Regions from separate parts of the Anas platyrhynchos genome. Here region 1 is linked to region 2. A link is a contact called in public Hi-C data. All regions are on one chromosome and are shown on one strand. Each heading gives the region's core, a stretch centred on a gene start, on an enhancer-like site or on the middle of the called end of the contact. The rest is flanking DNA. Distances are from core to core; before and after follow the strand shown. Region 1 overlaps LOC113843132 (a long non-coding RNA gene). Region 2 overlaps LOC140002117 (a long non-coding RNA gene).

Region 1 (3,981 bases), core at 571-3,070, 35 kb after region 2:
CTCAACATTTAAAGCAACCCCACCAAGTCATTTAGTCCCAAAAAGGACGATGGCTTTCATGGCAACTCAGAATTTGCCATATTAGATGTAGTGGATGACAGGATCACAAGTCTGACTGCTTTATTCCAGAAGTGACCCATACTTCATCCTGTGCTTCAGAGAAGGATGAAAGGCCTCCATAACGCCTCCTAAACATAACCATATGGAAACATCTTGTCGAGTTTTAAAAAGCATAAGCAAATAGGGTCCTAGAGAAATACTGGGAAAGTGTGGCATTCATCTCTGAAATCTTGGAGGGATTAACGGAGCGATTATAGTGCCCCACATTTCCTACAGCAGGGAAGCATTCTGCTGCTGTGTTCCACACACAGTGACGAGGAGGACATTTCAGCACAGAAAACAGGGCAGAATGCAAAAATATCCCGGTGCCCAAATCTGCCAAAAATCAAACCCTTAACCTGTTTGCAATGCAGGCAGTCCCGGATCGGGTCTGTGTACCTTCAGCGTTGTACAAGGACAGTAGCCATAAAGATTCAGAACGAGCACGAGGACCGGTGAGGCCATTAATAACAGTAATAAATGCTGTTCTGCTTGAGGAAAACACTTACCCGAGGAATAAAAACAATCATCTTAGAATACGCTATGTCCTCTGTGAAATTCCCACCGCATTTGCACAACGCCACAGCAATTAAGGAGCAGCTCCCCGTGCCAGCGAGCAGGCTGCCGGCCCCCCATGCCACCAGATGCTGCTCGGGGCATCGGGAGGGCTCCCAGCAGGGCTGCTCCTGCCCATCCGAGCCTCTCCTGCTCACACCTTCTTCCCCCCCGGGTGGTAAATGCGGCTCTCGCTCTGCCAGCCGGTGGGGTTACTCCTTTGCTGGAGAGCCTGGCGGGCCGGCGTGCTGCTGCCGAGGTGCTGCAGGGTGTTGCACAGCTCAGAAACCAGCCAGGGTTGTGCAATGATAGCCTCCCGCCGCCAGCCAACTGAGGACTGTGTCAGGCCGGCATGAAAACAAGCCTGGGAGCGAAAGGAGGGAAGATTAAAGCAAAGAGGCAGCATGTTTTTTAATTGTGCCTTAGAATTCCTAATCTAGTTAATGGCCCTTCTAGCCCATCTTGTGTAAAGAAACGAGCATGTGGCATGTACTGAAGAAGGATCAACACTGACACACCGACAGATGCGCTTATTGGCACAAGAGACTCGATTATTTCTTGGACTGGGTTTTTCTACTTGCAAGCCAGCCAGCAGCAACTTGCTTTTTTGGAGGGGAAGGGAAGGATCAAACAATCGCTGCAGAGGGATATTAGTTCCCTGGCACTCAGTCTTCTTCCATTACAGACTTTGCTCAAACGAGAGACAATGCTGCCGTTCCTTCCCCCTGACTCACTGGCAACCCTTTCTCCATCTCTGTTTTGCTGCTTTGGAGATTTTTTTGGCTGGATCCTGATCAGCCCAGCCTGCCCTTTTATCCTCTGCCTCTGCGCTTCCAACACTTGTGTGTCCTTCATCCTTCCCCAGAGCTCCTCCGTGCAGTGGAGGACTGCAAGTCACCAAAGCACCCAAAAGTTAAACACGGCCAACTTGATACCGGGCAGTTTTTCACGCCTGCTTGAGGAGTACACCGAGGGGGCACCATGGCAAAGCCCCCTGAGCATGTGGGGACCCGTGCGGTGAGCGGCTGTCCGACAGGAGGGTCACAGCTAAGGGCTGGCAGCACGCAGAGGAGAGCCAGGTCCGGTCCCTCATCTCAGGAGAGCCGTCCCACTGCTGACGGAGAGCTGCCCGCGGGAGGGAGACCAGAGGAATTCAGGATGAGCCCTGCATGGCTGGAAGGTGGAGTTGCAAAACCCCCTGGAGCCTGGCCAGGACACCGGAGGCAATGTCTGAACAAACAGCACTCGAGGAGGCACAGGAGCTTTCACCATGCTGTTAGAGGGCTGCTGGAGGGCTTGTGCCCTGCTGCCGTTCTCAGGCTTTTCTCAGCATCCGAGCTGGATGTTAGCAGAGGCGGACTCACACAGGAGGAGGAGGAGAGAAGGAGGAAGAGGAAGAAAACACCATCCTCCAGAGAAGGAGTGCAGCAGGGGTGGCAGAAAGCACACAATCAAGTTCATGATTGCCAGTAAAAATGGTTCCCTGTGAACTTAGGAGATGCTTCCTTGTGCCAGCCATAACTAGCTTCAGCCTCCTGGTGACTCCTGGTGCTCACCCAGAGGTGCACTTTCATTTGCACAAGCCCAGGGACAGCCACGCATCTTGAGATCGCAAAATGATGTGGATTGAAAAGCCCCCAAAAAGCCGAGTCCTGCCTCAGCAGGGACACCGCTCTTCAGAAATACAGAATATTCCTTCCCAAAGCTCCCTGACAAACATGAGTCCATCATGGGGAAGGGATAAGCTGGGCAGTGAAATAGTGTAACTGTCTGTTAATGCCATTCGGGATGCTGTTGAAAGAATTCTGGAACAACCATGAGACTTTTTGGATGCTCAAACACTGAATGAGTCAAAAAATCATCTGTGTCCTACAGAGAAACATTTTAGAAAACAAAGCAGTTGGCTTCTAGCAACATGATGTAACCTTGGTTTTTCCTCCCCTTATTGTAAGTGCATCTCTGGGTGTTTGCTTTTAAAGCTGTATCCATTAATAATGTGCCTTTATATTTATTTAGAGATATGTCAAACAAGGAGCGCTTATCCGTAGCCCCAGGCAACCCAACAATTTTAATATATAAACAGCTATATAAATGAGCCTTATAATTGTCCAACAAAAACTTCAGCAACAAAGAATCCCATCTGCGCACCGTCTCTTCTCAGGATGCTCAAAATTCAGCATCCACTTCAGCAGCCAAGGAGAATAAATAAGCTTTCCAAGGGAACCAGCTCGGGTTATTGCAGACCAAATGAAAGAACAAGGTGTTTGCCTTTTTTTTATCTTAAGGAAAAAAGAAAATCAGAAATGGAAAAACATGGGCCAGATTTTCAAGCAAACTCAACACGTTGCCTGCCTAAATTACACTCACATGCAAGTGCATGCAAATGCATCGTTCCCCTGGTCATTTGCCTGAACTGCATCCACATTTTCCTCAGATGCCTCCTTGAGCACGACACGACACGCATGAGCAGCCTCCCCGGCCTCTCAGAAATCAGAGCATGGGCACACTGGTGGGAACAGAGGAAACACCTGCATTCCTCTGCAGCAAAAACGCAGCCAAAATAATGATGAGGCTGAGTAAAGCCTGGCTGAACGTAAAGGTCAGGGCGCCGGGACGTGGCAGAGCTCAGGGGCTTCCTCACGAAGCTTGGCAGGGGGATCCTTATCCTCTTATGCTTTTTACACATATTTCAGCTGGGGAGAAAAAAAAAAAAAAGCCAAGTGAAAATAAGCAACCATTTTTGGCTTCTGCTGCAGTCCTTAGGTGGGTGACTAAGCACCGCTGGTTACCTTTACCTATAGCCGTAGGGCGTATATTGCAGGGCTGCAGGAGGTGACAGCACATCTGTCCTCCGTGGGCAATAAACATGCCCTGTGTAGGGCCAGCCACTGCTTCAGGCCAAACCCTGCTCTCCTGCTCTCTTCTGGCCATCCCGGGACTGGGGGATCCCCTGTTTTCTGTGGGGAGACGCCACTGGTGTCCCAGGGGAGCACCACGCGCCAGAGGAGAGCGCCGACAAGGATGCTCTTCCCCCGATCCAAAAGCCTCTTTTCCTTGCTGGGAGCTGCATGTGGAAACATCACAACAAAGCACCGCAAGAGAGAAGGGGAGGAAAGCCCTTGAGAGCTCAGTGCAGACGCCTTCATGTTTTAATCCTCCCCCCCTCCTCCCGTCCCATGCCCAAAGGAAAAAATAAGGAGCTTGGAAGGGCCCTTCCCAGCGCGGATCCCCGCTCCTCCCTTCCGGCTCCCCCCTCCAGAGGAAAAGCCCTTTGAAGGCCTCCTCGGGGGCGGAGGTGAGGATGTCTGCTTTGCCTCTCCGCGTGCT
Region 2 (3,754 bases), core at 73-2,572:
ACTGTTTACTGAAATAAAAAAAATTCCCCCTTCTGCTCTTGTGCAATGCCGCCCGAAACAAGTCTGTTTTGCTTTGTCTCATGTTTAAAAAGTTCCTCAGCAGAAAATAGGTAGTAATGAGAGAGGAAATGGGAAAAGGGGAGCTGCAGCAACCAAAAAGCTCACCTATTATAACACGAAGTGCACTCCTACTAGCTCAAGGAGGCAGAAAGTCTTCTGCCTTGCCTACCCTGCATGGACAAGCAGACAACTGAGAACAGGCAGGGCAGACATTTCTACACATTTAGCCCATTAGGACAAGGAACAGGAGAATATGCTGGCACCGTGTGACCTCAGAGACATCACCAAAGGGAAAGGTGACACAAACATCCTGAAAGTTTGTCTCTGCATCCCAAGGTGGACCCACCTCCCCATCACAGCAGAGCACAAGGGCAGTGACACAGCCCCAGGTGCAGGAGCAGAGCAAACACGCTCATGGCAGCCTGCGCACAGGGGCACCAGGGAGCTGGGCAGGTGTTCCCCCACAGCTGGGGGCTAACAACAGCACCCCTGGGCTCCATAAGCCTTGCATGGGTGGTACACACCTGACAAGTATGCTGCACTTGGAGTGAGCTGTTCCACTGCTTTCTGCTCTGCTGGGGAGCCAAAACGTGACAGTACTCCCGTGAGATTGCTGTTCCTTGGTCATGTAGTCCAGAAATATTTTTCTTTTTTTTTTTCTCCAGAGGAATAAATGTGTTCTTTACATGCAAGTGAAAACAGTTAAAAACTTTCATGCATTCAGCTCTCTGTGCTCAAAGAGTGCCAATGGGAGAGGAGCTAGGTTCTCATTCTCTCTCCCCAGCCTTATCTGCTGCTTGATTACACCAAGAAGCCCTTTCATAAGACTCTAGTAGGATGCCAGTGCATGTAGCCCAGGCCACTGAAGTATCCCCCAGCCTCAGGAAAACCTGGCAACCCACGATGTTTTAGCACAAGCTCGGAGCCAGTATACTACAGGACAGGGATAGCACTTCCCAGGGCAGGAAGCACTCCTGAAGCTGCTGAGAACCCACTGTTACCCTCATTGCTGTCCCACTCTTGATCACAGTGAGATAAACCTTTGTTTAAAGCCCAAACTCCCATGAGAAGCTGTCCAGGAGGCAGACCCTCCACCTCTCCTCCAGCAGCCATCTTGTCACCTCGTATCAAGCTGCAGCAGCCCATGTGGGCAGGAGGGCTGACCAGGCCCTGCTCCCTCCAGCAGCAGGCACCCTCTCCAGTTTCTCTGAACTTCACCTCTATTTGCTCTTGTTGTTAGCTCCTAAGCAGGAACAAAACAGCAGAAGCGCCGTTTAGTCAGTTTTGGTATTGCACAACTGAAAGAAAATAGGAAAGCACCCGCAGGAACTGAGCCAAGTCAATAATGGAGACAGATTAAGCAATACGTGCACCTGGCTGTCAGAAGTGCAAGATACTCTCTCTTTAGTAATTACAGAGCAATTATGAAGTTAACAGCAACTCCAATAAGGACATATATTTCACAATACAATTTTGTTCACAATCCATCAGGAACAGTCACTCCAAGGAGATACAGCTCTGAAACTAAACTGTCCTCATCCCTGCAGGCATAATCCTCTAAACACCAGTCTTTGGTGGGGTAGGATCTTGCACTAGGTCATAATTAAGTGATTACTTATTAACAGGATGTAATTGAAGCTTTACTTCAATGTGACTTAAAAATCCCACTTTTAAGATAGGTAATAAAAACCATGATAAAATGTAGAGCTTGGGTATTGGGTTTTAGAAAGCGCAGTAAGCCTGTCATTCTGCAAATCCAACAACAGATTGTAGCTGGGTTTCAAGACATCTGAACACACAGAAGCCTGTTCTGGATGTTGAGGATGAAAAGCTTCATATTTGTGCCCTCTTTGTAGTGGTAAAGTGGGATGATCTCAGTCTACCCACTCTATCCAAAGAGTGAACAGGGCACGAACTACAACAAGGGCCAGAACAGATCGATGCCTGAATTTAAGATACTAAATCAAACTCAGGTCTGCTGAGGTCCATAACATCTGACTTGCACTGACATTCATCTTGGCTTCAAACTATCGATTTCATGCCTGGTCTAAGAGAAGAAGCAGCCTGCCTTGTTCTCCACACCACACAGCAGCACGGAGCACAGGCCTTCTGCTGTGGCACAGCACTGCCATGGCTCACAGCCAGCAGCACCGAGCATTGCCTCATCACCGTTTGCCTACGGGGACCAGAGGTTACGGAGCAAGTGACTCAGGTTGGCTGCTCCAGCACCCAGCCTGACCTCCTGCCTGACACAGGCTGCCCCAGCACACGCAGCAGAGCCTGCGGGGACGCCCCTCGGTACTGAGGAACCACTTCCCAGCACTGCAGGTGGCTATCAGCCGTCCTTCCCACTGCCATACACCCACTGAGGCAGGAGGTGACATTTTAGCAGACACTCTGCTCCCCCCACCTTGCTCCGCCTCTGCAGTGCACTGTGGACAAGCCCGTCCCCACAGCCACAAAACAAAGGGCAGCCCAGCCACACGGCCACGAAAAAATCATTCAAACCCACGAGAGGGGAAGAGAGCGTGCACAACACGGATGACACTGGGTGAAGCAGTGCTGCAAGCAGTGCTGCCAGCATGTGCTTAAAACCCACTAATTGTCTTCTCTAAGGGACTTTCTGTGCAAGAGCAGCCAGCCAGGAAGCCTTCCATCAAGCCTAGCATTAATCTCCTCACTGTCTCTTTCTCATATCTCCTTTCAGGCTTTATTTCATTCAAGTAGTGAAACCTGTTGTGGTTTACTTTGATAAAGGTAGAGTCAGCCACTCAGTGTTTTCAGGCAGCAGGGATGTTTTACTATCTCTTGCTGCATCTCCAGCACAGCTGAAAAGGTGCTATTGTGGTTTGACAGCCAAGGTGATATATGATTCTATCAAGAGGTAACCAAATAGCTAAGTGCTCTATAAGTATTAAATAATTAATTATCAGAACCCCTGGCAGAAAGATAACCAAGGATTATCCCCACTCTCCAGACGAGAAGAATGTTTTTGTAACAAGACATGGTAATAAGAGCAACCCAAAGTTCACTGTGAGCGAGCAAACCTGAGCACAGCCACTGAAAGTCAAAGATTTGTTCCAGGCAGCACATTCACCACCAGCACAGTTAATGAATGCCCTAATGAACAATGAACTGGTAGAGATGGTGTCTCCGCTTCCCAAAGACACATAAGAGTAGGTGTGACCTGCCACATCAGTGCATACAGCTGATGAGGCCATGGCAAGCTCTCACTTCTCTGCTTTTTCCTCTTCATCCCCCATGGCCATCAAGCATCATTAAGGTCTCCTTCATTTCAAGTTATTTATGGGATAAAAATTTAGCAGCTGGAGGTAAGACAATGGTTACATATACATATGTACACATGTATAGGCATACAATCACCACTAATGGTCTTCACAAATTTAGCAGAGGTCACAAAACTTATCACTATAATAGGAGGAAAAGGTACCAAGGTGTTATGTCATCTTTTTGTTATGCTTCATCTAGGCTTAGATTGTATCTCTGGGGCAAGAACTACATCCTTTACACATTTCTCTGATGTGCTTTTGAGATTAGAGGCACCAAGTAGAAATAACTCAAGTCTCTCCAAGAAGAGCACGCTACATTTTTGTGTTTTATGTTGGGTCCCTGGCAGTGAGAAGCTTTAAAAGCAAAGAACTAGAAGGACGAGCCATTCATCACCTTTAAACGG

Evidence for each region. A called contact is a pair of places that touch in the nucleus more often than the background predicts.
Region 1: a Hi-C map of skeletal muscle shows a contact between it and region 2, with 3 times the contacts expected there. The contact joins two enhancer-like sites. A contact is called at or near these places in 3 of 8 Hi-C or Micro-C datasets (liver, skeletal muscle and subcutaneous adipose tissue).

What each region holds. Positions count from the first base shown.
Region 1 is chr3:26,902,616-26,906,596 of IASCAAS_PekinDuck_T2T, forward strand. It overlaps LOC113843132 (a long non-coding RNA gene), which reads right to left. Exons shown (of 3, transcript XR_003496167.3): 1 at 3,450-3,981; 2 at 609-3,347. Among named protein-coding and RNA genes, the nearest start is that of TOMM20, 59 kb to the right of the region's middle. Within about 2 kb of position 1,821, at least 2 of the 8 cell types and tissues checked have an H3K27ac peak or open chromatin away from gene starts, as enhancers often do.
Region 2 is chr3:26,868,144-26,871,897 of IASCAAS_PekinDuck_T2T, forward strand. The region is part of intron 1 of LOC140002117 (a long non-coding RNA gene); the gene reads right to left. Among named protein-coding and RNA genes, the nearest start is that of IRF2BP2, 79 kb to the left of the region's middle. Within about 2 kb of position 1,323, at least 5 of the 8 cell types and tissues checked have an H3K27ac peak or open chromatin away from gene starts, as enhancers often do.